Regions from separate parts of the Mus musculus genome. Here region 2 is linked to region 1. A link is a contact called in public HiChIP or PLAC-seq data. All regions are on one chromosome and are shown on one strand. The core of a region is the stretch at or near the end of the contact, and the rest is flanking DNA. Distances in the headings are between cores, read along the strand shown. Region 1 holds the start of Rbm19 (RNA binding motif protein 19). Region 2 overlaps Med13l (mediator complex subunit 13-like).

Region 1 (7,067 bases), core at 2,775-5,274:
TTTGTAACTTGTAATTTGACTGAGTCGTTTGTTTCTCCGCTCCCTGATACCCCTTCTCTCGGGAACCCCTCTCCAAGCCCAGGCTGGTCCTTGGCACTTTTCTTAGCCCATGTCACCAGAAAGTGTCACACAAATTGTCCTTTGTATGTCTGTGCCAAGTATATGGTACTTGTGCCCATCAGGCCAAGGCCAGGCAAAGGCCAGAAGGCACAGCACTCCCGGGACTCACACTCACCTTCAGGGTCCTCTCTGGCTGGCTCCTCCTCACTCTCCTGCCCAGAGTCAGAGTTGGAGTCGGAGTCGAAGTTCAGATAGTCACTTGATGCCTTGGTTTTTGCTTTTGGGAGCTTGGCCTCCAAAGCGTCGTTTGCCCACGTGGCCACTTGGGTCCTCTTCTGATGAATTGACAGGAACTCCTGGAACTTGGCATCTTCCTTCAGCTGTGGCAGGTGGAAGAGGCAGGAGGAGGGACAGGAGGAGGGAGATGAGGCAGCGCTTCAGGAGGCTCGGTGTTCCAGCCCTCCTCCCTCTCAGTGCTCACAGGCCTCCTCCTTCTTCAGCCACACAACACTCACCCTCCTCCCTCTCTACCCACAGAATACTCACCTTCTCCAGGTCACTGGGCCCTTTTTTCTTCTTGTCCTGAAAGTAGAAGGCAGACGGGCTCACGCCGATGCTGGGCGTACCCACCTTCCAAAACCATCCTAAATATACTCCCAACTCCTTCCCAGCCAGAGACCACCCTGCCATCACTGGGCACAGGGCTGGGGGTACTGCCTACATACCTTTTTAGTGTCTGAGGGAACGGAGTCTTGCGACGGCTGCTTGGGCTGACTTGACTTCTGGGCATGCTTGCTCCAAGCTCGGGGCTTCGATGGGTCTCCAAAGGACTTGCAGAATTCGACCTGCATGGGAAAGAGAGCTGGCTTCCACAGCTGCTGAGGTCCCTAGGCACGTGTGCATCCCCTTCAGCACAGGAGTATGGGTTTCCCAGAGTGCAGTGGTCGCTGACCTGCTATCTGCTTTAAAGCGAATCACTTTCATTCCCAGCCTAGACACTGCCCCCCAAAAAGTCATGCTGCCATTTACAGAAGACTAATTCTGTCTCCCAGGCCATCCAGAAGAACGTGACAGGAAATGCTATTGTCCCCTGGGAGTCAGCCCCTGCCTAGTACAGGGCAACAGGGAGCAATGGCCACAAGTCAGGTGACTATTTACCACAAGGCAAGTTCAGTTACAGCAGAAAACAAGCCCAGGGTACCAGGGACAGTTGGGTGACCAGAGGAGTGTGGAAGAACGCCTGGGACCACACATGAACTGATTCATCCCTCTGTTCTGGTAACTCCACTACATCCTCTGAGGCAGCCTTTGGGAGGGCACTCCCACAAGCCATGCCCAGATGGTCTAGGCTGTTGCTGGTCAGCAAACTGCTTTCTCCTAGGGATGGATGCCCCTGTAGAAGTAACTGCGCCTACCAGTTCTATCACACTTATCACTCGTGGTCAGGGTACAAAGGTCAAACAACGTAAAAGAGTGAAGAGTTAAAAAGTACTTTAATAATTCAGAAACTCGGGGAGGGCCCAGTGAGCAGTGGGCCGACTCTCAGGCAACGATGCTCAAGCACTTGAAAGCCTGGGTAGTCCTGAGGTAAGGCAAACTCTACGGTGGGCAGGATGAGACTCGCTCAGACTCACGGTGATCCGGGTCGTGTCAATAAAGCTCCGGTGGAAATGGTTCAGTGCTGCCTGGGCCTCCTCCTCCGACTTGAAACCTATGAAGCCGAACTTTCGGAACTTGCCGTCTTTGGTGAACTTGAGGCTGCAGTCGGTCAGTGTGCCAAAGGCGGCAAACAGCTGCCGGAATCGCTCCTCCTTCATCTAGAGCAGAAGGATATAATGAGAGAGAGGAGGGAGAAGGGTCCCTGGAGCCAAGAGACAAATAACCTAGAGGGCCTGGAGGGAATCCTGAGATGAGCAGGTGACAGACCTTGACTTTTTTAAGGGTGGCCAGGTCCTGGCTCAGAGCCTGACACCCGCTGAGCACCCCTGAGCAGGCCATTCAGTTCTTTAATAAGGAAATGGAACTTCAAGGCACCTCAATTGGTCTCTTCTCTTTCTTGCCCTGTCCCCGTTGAGGAAGACATCAATTACAACTTCCATCCTGAGGCTGCCACAACAAACAAGATACCCAACAGAGGCTTGTCCAAATAAACAAAGACAAGGGAAGCTGTGTAAACGTTTGCTTACCTTGGGAGCCAGCGAATAATGGAGCCCATTAAAGATGCCCACACCCTGGTCCCCAGCACCTGGGGTTGCACTGTAGAACAATTACAATGGGGAGTGCAGCCCCATTGGGCCTCAAACTAGAGATCTGCCTGCCTCACTTCCCAGCCCCAGCAGGGGTGTCCCATTGCACCCAGATATTTCAAAAGAGATATTTTTTCAGGTGTGTTTTAAAACCTGGTGATAAGGCCAGGCGTGGTCAAGCACACCTTTAATCCTAGCACTCTGGAGGCAGAGGCAGGCAGATTTCTTTAGTTTGGGGCCAGCCTGGTCTACATAAATGTTAAGTTCCAGGACAGCCAGGGCTACTAAATGAGATCCCGTGTCAGAAAAGGACAGAAACCCTGAGATGAGGCTAGGTATGGTGGGGAGGCAGAAGCAGGTGTTCAAGGTCAGCCAGGGCTACAGATTTAAGAGTCTGTTTTTTTAAAAAAGCATCCCCCAAAACAACAAACAAAATCCCAAATAGGGGAGATCATCTTGGGTCTCCCTTTTGGGGGGGATGCATATGATATCCCACATACCAGATATTTACGTTATATTCATAATGAGAAAATTACAGTTATGCAGTAGCAACAAAATAACTTCATGACTAGGGGGTCACAACAGGAGGAACTGTATTAAAGGGGGGCACAGCATTTGGAAGGTTGAGGACTGCTGTTCTGGGGGGCACATGGTCCCAACAACAACAAAACAAATTTAATTAATTTATTTATTTTTAGCCACATCATCTTGCTATGTAACCCAGGCTGGCCTTGAACTCGCCACCCTCTGCCTATGGAAAGCTGACAACAGGTGTATGCACCACCACACTTGGCTTTGAAGTCTAATCTTGCTCTGTGATGGTGAACCAGTAAGCATTCTCTAGTCTGTTCCCTGTTGTGACACACATCAAGGATACAAAGCAATTTGGGGGGCGTGGGCTGGAGAGATGGCTCAGCAGTTAAGAGCACTGACTGCTCTTCCAAAGGTCTTGACTTCAAATCCCAGCAACCACATGGTGGCTCACAACCATCTGTAATGGGATCTGACGCCCTCTTCTGGTGTGTCTGAAGACAGCTACAGTGTACTTACACATAATAAAAAAATAAATCTTTTAAAAACAAACAAAAAAACCAAAGCAATTTGGGGAGGAAGACCATTGATTTGGCTTATGGGTCTCCATCACAGTCCGCCATCCAGGGAAGTCGAGGCAAGAACCGACGCAGACTTACTTGCCCCGCCAACATCTGTACACAGCCCAGGGACACTTGCCGAGGCGTGACAGCACCCACAGGGGGCTGGAACCTCCCACACCCATCACTCCTCAGAGCACCACAGGCTGGTCCACAGGCATATGGACGCAATAACATCCAATGAAGTTCCCTCTCCGTAAGTGACTCCGGTCTGGGTCAAACTGACCCAAACTGCCCAGCACAACATGGAAGGATCCTCAGAATGCTCGGAAGCCACTTTGCGGCTTGCTGAGCCCTCAGGACAGGGTGCCGCCTCCTTGGATTCCGGACCTCCCCAGTCCTGTCCCTGACTTAGAACCCCTCCATCCTTCACCCTCCATTCCCGGACCTCTGCTTCCACTTCCGGGCCCCATCCCCGGCTCCCGCTCACCCCATTCGGGAGGTTCTTCACGATCAGACGCGACATGGCTCTCAGGTTCCCTTCGCTTTTCAGACTCACGACCCCGGCGACAGCGACTTCCCACAACTTTCACGCCGCCACACTGGGCGCCGCCATTTTTAGCGAGTCACGTGGCCCCCGCCGCGTTCCATCCGGAAGTGGGTGTGGCCTCACGGGAGACTCTCTCCGGGGAAAGTCCCACCCACAAGGCGGGGTTGGCGGGGACGGGGGAAAGGCCCGAGCGCTCGCGTTTTCTCCGCCAGGTCTTGGGGCCTCTAAATCCCCGCAAGGAAGGCAGGAGGCGCTGATGTCCAACCCCCTCGGGATGACAGGCTTCTGGGAAAGAGCAGAGAGCCTAGAAAAAAAAAATTGTTTTAAAGGTAAAGGCAAGCGGATCTCCGAGTTCCAGGATAGCTAGGGCTGCACAGAGAACCCCCGTTACAAAAATAAAATTATAAAGGTTTATTTATTGTGTAAAGGCGTTGAACTCAGAAACCCTCCCGCCTCTGCCTCCCAAGTGCTGAGATTAAAGGTGTGCGCCACCACTGCTCAAATAGATTTTCTTCTTCTAAAAGACATTTTGCTCCATCTCCCCATATCCTTTCTTGTTACTGTTGGCAGCTTTATTGAGATACAGTCCAGGTGCCACACAATTTGCCCACTTAAAGTGGACAACTCCAGTTGGCAAGATGGCTCGTCAGATAAAGGCACTTGTGGGCAAGCCTGACAGCCTGAGATTTCCCTCCCCCCAACCCCCCAACCTTGGTTCTTCGTAGTGGGAGGAGAGAACCAATCTTAGAACATTTTTTATTGAAAAAAAAAAATGCAGCTAGGCAGTGATGGCGCTCGCCTTTAATCCCAGCGCTCAGGAGACAGAGGCAGGCAGATCTCTGAGTTAAGGCCAGTCTGGTCTACAGAGCTAGTTCCAGGACAGCCAAGGCTAAACCATTTTTTTCAGATAATTTATATAGATATTTTTAAAGATTTATTTATTATTATATGTAAGTACACTGTAGCTGTCTTCAGACACACCAGAAGAGGGAGTCAGATCTTGTTACGGATGGTTGTGAGCCACCATGTGGTTGCTAGGATTTGAACTCTGGACCTTCGGAAGAGCAGTCGGGTGCTCATACCCACTGAGCCATCTCACCAGCCCCCAGATAATATATTTTGATCATGGCTTCCCCGTCCCACCAGCTCCTTCCTGCCTCCCCACCAACCCAGCCCCCAGTCCTTTTGTTCTCTTTAGAAAGAAAACAGGCAAACAAAACAAACAAAAATGAAGGAGAAGGAGAAGAAGAGAATGAAAGAGAGACCACAAGAAACACCCCACACAGTCAGAAACCATTATATACAAGCAAAAGACCAGTCACCAACTTCCCGCCTTCTAGGAACCTAGAATCTATCTGGCATCTCTATGGATGTGTTACTTTCTTGGCTGATTTTTCTCTTCACATATTGTTTTCAAGGTTAATCCATGTCTCTGCATGAATCATCCTTCACTCGTTACCCCTCCCCACACACACACACACACACAAGTGTCAAATGTCGGACTCCAGTATGTTTGTGTATCCAACCATCTGTCTAAGGCATCTGGGTGGATGTACCCCATGGCTATTGATAGTAACATTGCTGAGAACGTCTGTGTTCGTGCCTGTCTCTACGTGGACATGTGTCTTCATTCCTCGCCGGCACAGTCCTAGGTTGGGGTCCCCCCCAGGTCTTTAGGAACTGGGTTTTTTTTTTTTTTTTTTTTTTTTTTCCGAGACAGGGTTTCTCTGTATAGCCCTGGCTGTCTTGGAACTCACTTTGTAGACCAGGCTGACCTCGAACTCAGAAATCCGGCTGCCTCTGCCTCCCAAGTGCTGGGATTAAAGGCGTGCGCCACCACCGCCCGGCCTTTAGGAACTTTTAATCAAATAGTTTTGCAAACTGTCTGCATTATTATGTTTTTCTGAAGGTTGCGTATGAAAAGGTTCATTTCCCGTCCTTCCGTTCTCATTGGTTCTTTTTAAATTACGCCCGCCTCACTGTCTGTTACTGCATATTTGATTGGCCGGAGCGGGTAGCCATCTTTGTCTCTGAACCCACTCCATCCCTGAGCTCCAAGACCAGCTCAAGCACAAAGCCCTAACCAGCATCTTCCTCTATGAGCTCCAGATGCAAGGAGCTCACGTGTCCAACAGAGCTGCAGAGCTGCACCAAGCACACAGAATTTACCGCTGGTGCCCAGAGGGAGAGGCACCTTCAGGAAAGTTCTTGCTGGGATCAGAGGTAGCAGCGGTGGTAGCTCGTGCTTGGAGCCCCAGTGCTAAGGAGGCAGAAGGCAGAGAAAGGTGTATCCTTGGGGTTTGCTGGAGACCTGGACTATCTAGTGAGCTCCAGGATAGGAGGGACCTTGTCTCAAAGGAGATTGGCCATATTCCTGAGGATGACATCTGGGTTTGTCTTCTGGTTTCCACATACATATGCATGCACACACTCTCCCGTGTGTGTGTGTGTGTGTGTGTGTGTGTGTGTGTGTGTGTGTGTGTGTGTATGTGTGTGTGTATACATATATACAACCATCTGTAAATGGGATCCGATGCCCTCTTCTGTTGTGTCTGAAGACAGCTACAGTGTACCCATATACATAAAATAAATAAAATCTAAAAAAAAAAAGGGGGGGGGGATGGCCCTTCCTAAAAGATGCCCCTCTCCTGGTCTTCTAGTACCTGTGGGAAAGGGTCCTTGACCTTGTCACAAGCATGGAAACATGACATCAGCTTGGATGATCTGGGTGGCCTTAGGTCTACTTACCGACAAGTGACCTTCAGCGGGAAGATAGAGATGAGACTGGATGTCACCTAAGACAGGCATGGCAGCCCCAGACTGTGGGCCAGGCATGCACAGAAGGGGCATGATCCTGAAGACAACTTAATCTCGGTCTTAATCACTGGAGACCTAGAGACACTAACTCTCTCATGGAATAATTTGTTATTCTAGCACAGAAAGAAATATAGATGGGCCCTGGTATAGTGGTCATGTCTTTAATCCCAGCACTTGGGAGACAGAGCCAGGAGGATCTCTGTGAACTGGGGGCCAGCCTGGTGTACAGGGTGAGTTCCAGGCCAGCCAGGGGTAAATAGTGAAATAGTCCCCTCCTCCATAAACCAGGCTCTGAAGGGCAGA
Region 2 (7,067 bases), core at 3,116-5,615, 1.5 Mb after region 1:
TGGCCTCCCTGAATAAGGGCTACAATTTTATCCTTTTAATGAATAACAACCCCAACTAAATCTTAAAAAGTTTGCTATGCAAAGACAAGCTTTTGAAAGAAAAAGAAACCAGAGGGCAGGAGAGATAACCGAGCACGGCACTACTCAAAACTGACATGCAATCAATGGCCACACCACACACAGCATGCTCCTCGCCAAATTAATCCCATTCATGCATGAAATATAGTTTACCTACTGTCAATTGACATCTCTGCTCCAAAGATAACTAACACTTGGTGAAAAGAGATTTCGCAGGCTATAGAGGAGGCTCAGCAGAGACTAGTGCTCGCTGCTCTTACAGAGGCCCCCAGAGCAGCTCCACACCTACAGCTCCAGCTCTAAGAGACCCAATGGCGCTGAGCTCCTCAGGTGCCCACACTCACGTGCACAAATTCACACACAGACAAACACACGCACACAACATAATTAAAATAATAGAAATAATTTTTAAAAGATATTTACTTGGGCTCACTGTATACAGAGTTTTCATGTTGGGAAAAACAAAAAACATTAGACCATGATATCTCTGCTTCCCAATAACAACCCCCAGATCAAAACTTTATTTGACTTTTGTCTAAAGCAATAATCTTTATAATTTTGCCAATTGCTTAATTTTCATATCAGTGGAACACAAGCCCTCCCTTCACATTCTACCTCACTACAATCTTGGTATAAATGTCTCATTTTTCTTTTAAAAAAACCTAATTACATGGTTCAGTAAGTTGCCTGCGGTAACACACTGATGTTATTTACAGTAGAAAGTTAAGACTTCAGCTTGCTCTCACAATTTCAAGCATGTGTAGGTTAATAATTCTAGTTCACTGATTCTCTTTCTATTCTTCATATGAAAGAATCTGAGTAGATATCTTTCCATAATTTTACAATAAGACTTTGTTACTCATTCAAGTGTTAATAAATGTCACATCTCTTCAGTATGTGTAACTCATTAAGTCAAATATTTAAGTAAGCATGCATGTTCACACAGTCATCATACAATACTACTTTATAGCTTTGGCAAACTAATTCAAAACAAAATATAGGAAAATAGAAATGTGATACCAATGTTTTAGGCCGGCTGTAGTGACACCCATCTTTAATCCCTGTGAGGCTCCAGCCATCCTGGTCTACCCTCTCATATATTCTTAGCAGTGGTCTGTACATGCGCCTCTCATATACCCCTTAGACTATAAATCCCTCTAAGTGAACTCACAAATAGAAGCACCTATACAGCCACACACACTCACGAGGTTCCCTGCTTTGACACGCGGCAGCAGTCTCAGTTCTATTTAAGAGTATACATACAACAAGCTAAAACAACTGTCTTCCTCCTGCAACAATTTGGGTTTGCTATGAAACGTAGAGAAGGGACCAGCAAGATGGCTCAACAGGTAAAAGCCCTTGCCACACAAGCCTGCAGACCTGCATCCAAGACCCAGACAGAATCTGTGGAGGGAGGAGAGAACTTCCAGCAGTTGTCCTCCAATCTCTACTGCTTGACCACAGTAGCACACACACACCCACATGTACACACATGCACACATGTCCACAATAGCACATATATCCCCACAACATGTACACACATGCATACATGTTCACAGTAGCACACACACACCCACATGTACACACATGCACACATGTCCTCAGTAGCACATGCACACAGAGAGAGGGAATGTATGGGAAGTGCAGATACATTTCCATGAGCGTGTTCCCTTTGCTGCTGTGCATTTGTATTATTCCCCAGTCCCCACCCAAACATTAAAACTAGAAAATAATTATTTCAGCTTGAAAGTGGGCATTAATATTTGGCACTACCTGCTACCCAGAACAGAATCAATTGCTTAGAAAAATGCCAAAATGTAATTCTCATCTGCGAGCTCACGGTGGTCAGTGCAGTAGCAATGGCCGACAGCTACATTGCAGTTCCAGAGTGACTGCTGTGCGTGCCAGCTCAGGTCCTTATTAACTTTGGCCTCGTAATCCAATTCATAGTGAGGAAACTCAGACAGTGACAGGTTAAACAGACTGAGCAGAGGCTCCCAGCTGGTCATTAACTATGGAGATATCACTATGCCAGATCCAAAGCCACGCCTCTGGAGCTCACAATGCCCACCACCTTCTCTGGCCTCACTGTGACCTTCCCTCACAGGGCTCCAGATACTTCAAGCATTCCAAGTACACGGCTATGGATCCAACACTGTGTCCTGAAGGAGTGAGCACTGTCATTCCATGGAGGCTGCTTTACTAACGTGCACACATACCATGTACCGAGGCAGCAGCTTGGTGTTTACTGTGGTCTGCCAGCCATATGCTACTAAGTCACATCATGACAAGGTGCAAAACAGAACCAAGAAGCATGAACAGTAAGTACTTCAGTACCCCTGGTAATGCCGTAACAGTGTTGCCTGCCCGAGCCTAACACTCATGCCTGCTGGCGGGACTCTGCTAACATTTATATTGCCCGAAATAAAGTAACTCTTAAATAGGCTGACCGGGAAAGGGCGTGTTACACTCTCAATTCTACTGCAACCAATAGGAACTCGGTTCCTCCTCCACCCCAAGGCTTTCCCTACTACTCTACACCTCACTATGCCACTCACTTTTCTAATTAGATGTCAAATATCTCCTAATGCTTGAGTCACAGACTTTACTTTCAGCCACTTTTACATGCAGAAGTGGACAACCTGTGTGACAGGCTCTAACTTTCCCAACGCTCAGCACACAGAGAAGAGGAGACACTCAGGAGGCCACGGCTGCTCAGCAAGAGGAGGCACTTACAGTTCTCAAAGGAAAAGAGCATAAAGAAGACACCATTCCCCGGGGCAAACACAACTGTCAGCTGACACCTTTGGCTCAGGCCCATGCTCAAAGAGCAGTGTCCTCCACCTCTTTCAGTGGTCATCCTGCTGGCCAGTATAATTAAAATGTAGTGTGTCTGCTGAAAGTGGCCCACACCTTTAACCCCTGCACTCGGGAGGCAGAGGCAGGCGGATTCCTATGAGTATGAAGCCAGCTTGATCTACAGAGCAAGTTCCAGGTCAGCCAGACCTACAAAGTGAGACTTTGATTGTAAAATAAATAAATAAATAGCATTTCTATAACTTAAAACAAAACAAAAAAAAATTTTTTTAAATAAGTCAATCTTTGCTTAACTCTTGCCAGTATATTCTCACATTAATGACCTACGTGTGTGACATGAAGCAGCTCGGGAAGAGCAGTCCATGCTTACACGAGTTTTAATAGTGCTGCAACAAGCTGGTCTCACACAACAGCACTCACTTTGCTATCAAGCCAGGCCATGTGTTTTCTAACTTGTTACGAAATGAACTGAAGACATCAGGAAGGAGAAACAGAACCAAAAGTAACAAGGAAGAGCTGGGAGGTGGCTCAGCAGGTAAAGGTGCTTGTCACTAAGTTACCTGAGCCTAATGGCTCAGCAGGTAAAGGTGCTTGTTACTAAGTTTCCTGGGCCTAATGGCTCAGCAGGTAAAGGTGCTTGTTACTGAGTTTCGTGGGCCTAAGCCTTAGGATGTCTCCACAGGTATGCCATGGTGCACATGACCTCCCATCAATCAGTGATAGTTTAAAATATTTTTTTAAGATGAGAAACTAAAGGAGAAAAATGTTTAAAAATCCACACATGAAAAAACTAAAAGAATGCAACAGTTTTACATTCAAACAAACACAAATATAACCTACCAGCTAGAAGCTCTCTTAGAGACTCTGAAAACCCAAACCGTAGGTGGTGTGAAGCTCTAGCTGCATCTACATCACCTACTAATTACACGAGGTTTGGACATGGACATAAATTCTGAGTCTGCGGATGAGCGCACTAGAAAGCAACCTCCCCTAGATAGAGTGAACATACACTAGAGCATCAGGGAAGAGGTTTGCAGCCCAGAGGTAGCTCAATTAGTCCACTGTGCTATACTGCCCCCTAGCTGCTGTGGCAAGATACACCACCAACAGGAGAAAAAAAACAAAACAAAACCAAACAAACAGGGCTGCCAACAAGTTTCAAGAATTTGGCAGGAAATCCTTTAGGCAAATTTAGAACCTTTAAAGCAGACCCACAAGAATACACCGGAGTTTGCTTTATGTCTTCCCGTAATAAATAATAAGAACATAAACTAACGACACATCTCAGCAATGCCTGCAACATTTCAACCACAAACTAACTAGAGCGGATTAAGTTCTAAAGCCAGGCGAGAAGGGCCAGCACTCCCCAGAGAAGGGCCAGCACTCCCCACGGAGACATGGGCTAGCCAAGCAAGGCGCACAGCCTGTCACACAGCTCCACACAGCTCAGACTCAGGGAGTCCTCGGGCAGCACAGCAGCGTGGGAAGGCCTGCCTCCAAACCACAGAACAGCCTGGAACAGCTCCTGACTTAGAGAATTCTGTAGGACATGAATGAGAAACTTGGCGAGAGGAATGGAAACTACTAATAATATTTTCTGCTACTGTAAATGTATGGTAAACATAAAAAATAGTTTAGACTAACAAATATTTTTGCATTAATTCAAAGTTTCCAGGTGTCAGATGCAAACTGAAGTCAAAATTTAGTTAATTAAAAGTTAGTATTTCTGGAATCAGTAAGAGAAATAAACTGAGATACTTTAAAGAAACTTATCTTTCCCGAAAACAGTATCCAAGGTTAATTTAAGATTTGTCCAGTAAAAGATGCATTAGATTTCTGCATTTTCAATTTGCCAACAAAGAGTTGAGCTGTTCACATAGCTGTCTTACTAGTTACTCACAACTCACTATTAATTTAAAAACAGGGGTGCCAGGCGGTGGTGGCGTACACCTTTAATCCCAGCACTCGGGAGGCAGAGACAGGCGGATTTCTGAGTTCAAGGCCAGCCTGGTCTACAAAGTGAGTTACAGGACAGCCAGGGATATATAGAGAAACCCTGTCTCGAAAAAGCCAAAACACAAAACAAAAACAAAAACAAAACAAAAAAGCAGGGTCAGAGCCTTGTCTCCTCCCAGACACTGCCCACTGGGTACACAGTACTCTAACAGTAATGATTTCAGAGGCCAGAAGGACAGGGTGGTGAACCCCTGTACCCCAGTTGGCAAGAGGCTGAGCCAGAAGGAGTGCTTCAAGTTTAAGGCTATATGTTGACTCTGTCTGTAAATGATAAAAGAATGGACTTAAGGTGATCTTACAAGGTTCTAATTTTCAGCATGACTAAGGAAGAACAAGAGAGTTTAAGGAAAGAGAAATGTGGGGGGCGGAGGTGGGGGAGTGAGGCTATTCTTCTGACAAACACACTGTCCACTGCCTGCTTGGGATCTGTTTTAAGCAACTCCTAAATATAAATTCCAAAATTTACAATTGTTCAAAAAACATATGCAAATATTTTTTAAAGAAAAACAAAATCCTTACCCTGCAGTTCATGATGTATTACTCCCACTAGGTTGGGTTCATCTCCCCACCAGAATATCCAGAGCTCTTTGCAATCTGGCTTGACATCACGACGCCATACACACAGCAGGTTGGCTTGCAGACAGCGGATGAAACTTAACAGGATTGGATCATCTTGGGCTGGGGCTGAAATTATGGGTCCACAGTCCCCGTGCCCTCCAAAATTGTACCTACGCCATTTGATTCCTGTGAGTTCAGCCTGGAAAACGACAAAAAATTTGCAATAGTTTTGATTTTTCCTTTTACTTACAGACCACTAAAAGCAAATTCCTATAGGAAGGGAAAGCTGATAAAATAGGCATTTGTATTAAACTTCACACCACAAGGTCTCTTCAAAGGAAGAGCACACATCAGAAGGCTGTCGGGACAAACATCATATTAAATACCAAAATGAAACAAGCTCGCAATCATTATGTGCTGCTGAAAAACTTTTATTCTCCTGACCATTTATTAGGTACCCATATTTTTAAATATTATCTTCAATTATTACTTGCTGTTCAGTTCACAAATTACACTTATTTTAAAACCAAATAAGGGCAAAGAGATTGATCAGTCAGCAGCTAAGAGCACCAGCGCTCTTGGAGGGGACCACAGTTGGATTCCCAGCATCACACAGTGGCTCACAACCCCTCTTAACTCTGACCCCAGAAGCCAGTGCCTTCTTCTTCATGTCTATGGGCACAGGACAGACCTGGTTAACACACATACATGCAAGTAAAACTCTTGTACATACTAAAAAAACTTTTAAATACTTTTATAAATAAATAAAACAAGTAAGATTTTAAAATAACTGTTGAGGCACAGTGGCCCACACCTTAAACCCCAGCACTCAGGAGGCAGGAACAGTGGATCTTCTGTGGGTTTGAGGCCAGCCTAGTCTATAAACCAAGTTTCAGGACATCTAGGGCTATGTAGAGGGACCATCTCAACAACAAAAGTCCAAGTTGATTGTTCCTAACACAAAAACGTGAAATTCACACTGCTTCTAAATCCACACTTGGAAGCACTTGAGCTCACTTCACATTAGGGATAGCAAGCCAGAGAAACATATGTCAACAGCCCTGAATCTGAAAATCCACCATCTGAAACATCTGGACCCCTTGTAGAAGACATTCTGAGGAATTCCCACTCCCTCACCCTGTGCCCCAACCTCAGCAGCCAGTTCAGGAGGTGGGAGTTTTCACCAGGGCAGCACAGCATGCTAAAAGGCTCCTCAGGAAGTAGCTGCTAACACAGCAGCCGGCAGCAGCCAAGGCACATTACACAGAGCCCTGCCTCCTTAGCACGGAACTTTAAACAAGCAAGCAGAGGCCGTGTGTTCTGTGCGCAGTTCACACACTTCTACTTTCGAATTTCCTGAAGCTTAGGTTGGATGAACTGGACAGAACATCACAAAGAGAGCGGGGCTCCTTACTTAGTAGCTACAAACTGGGACCATGTACTGGACCAGAGCAAAGCTGACTCACCACAGTCCTGTATCGAACAGCCCACGTGCCCCCATCCCTTCATTTCCTCTCCCACAAAGCCAGTCATTCTTATGGACAAATTCTTTAAAACAGAAGCACCACAGGGCAGAAAAGTAACCATCTGCAACCCAA

What was found. HiChIP or PLAC-seq counts read pairs in DNA pulled down with a chosen protein or histone mark.
Region 2: an H3K4me3 HiChIP or PLAC-seq map of pro-B cells shows a contact between it and region 1, with 10 times the contacts expected there. The contact joins the enhancer-like site here to the promoter of Rbm19 in region 1. A contact is called at or near these places in 1 of 39 promoter capture datasets (hippocampal neurons) and 2 of 115 datasets of contacts at active chromatin or transcription factors (astrocytes and pro-B cells).

The regions. Positions count from the first base shown.
Region 1 is chr5:120,113,470-120,120,536 of GRCm38.p6, reverse strand. Rbm19 (RNA binding motif protein 19) reads right to left here and starts at 4,024. Exons shown (of 24, transcript NM_028762.1): 1 at 3,888-4,024; 2 at 1,695-1,877; 3 at 786-905; 4 at 607-642; 5 at 236-440. The coding sequence starts at 3,923.
Region 2 is chr5:118,591,934-118,599,000 of GRCm38.p6, reverse strand. It overlaps Med13l (mediator complex subunit 13-like), which reads right to left. Exons shown (of 31, transcript NM_172424.4): 2 at 5,431-5,668. Among named protein-coding and RNA genes, the nearest start is that of Med13l, 35 kb to the right of the region's middle. Within about 2 kb of position 4,365, at least 37 of the 459 cell types and tissues checked have an H3K27ac peak or open chromatin away from gene starts, as enhancers often do. A contact at or near this core is called in pro-B cells, where this site is marked.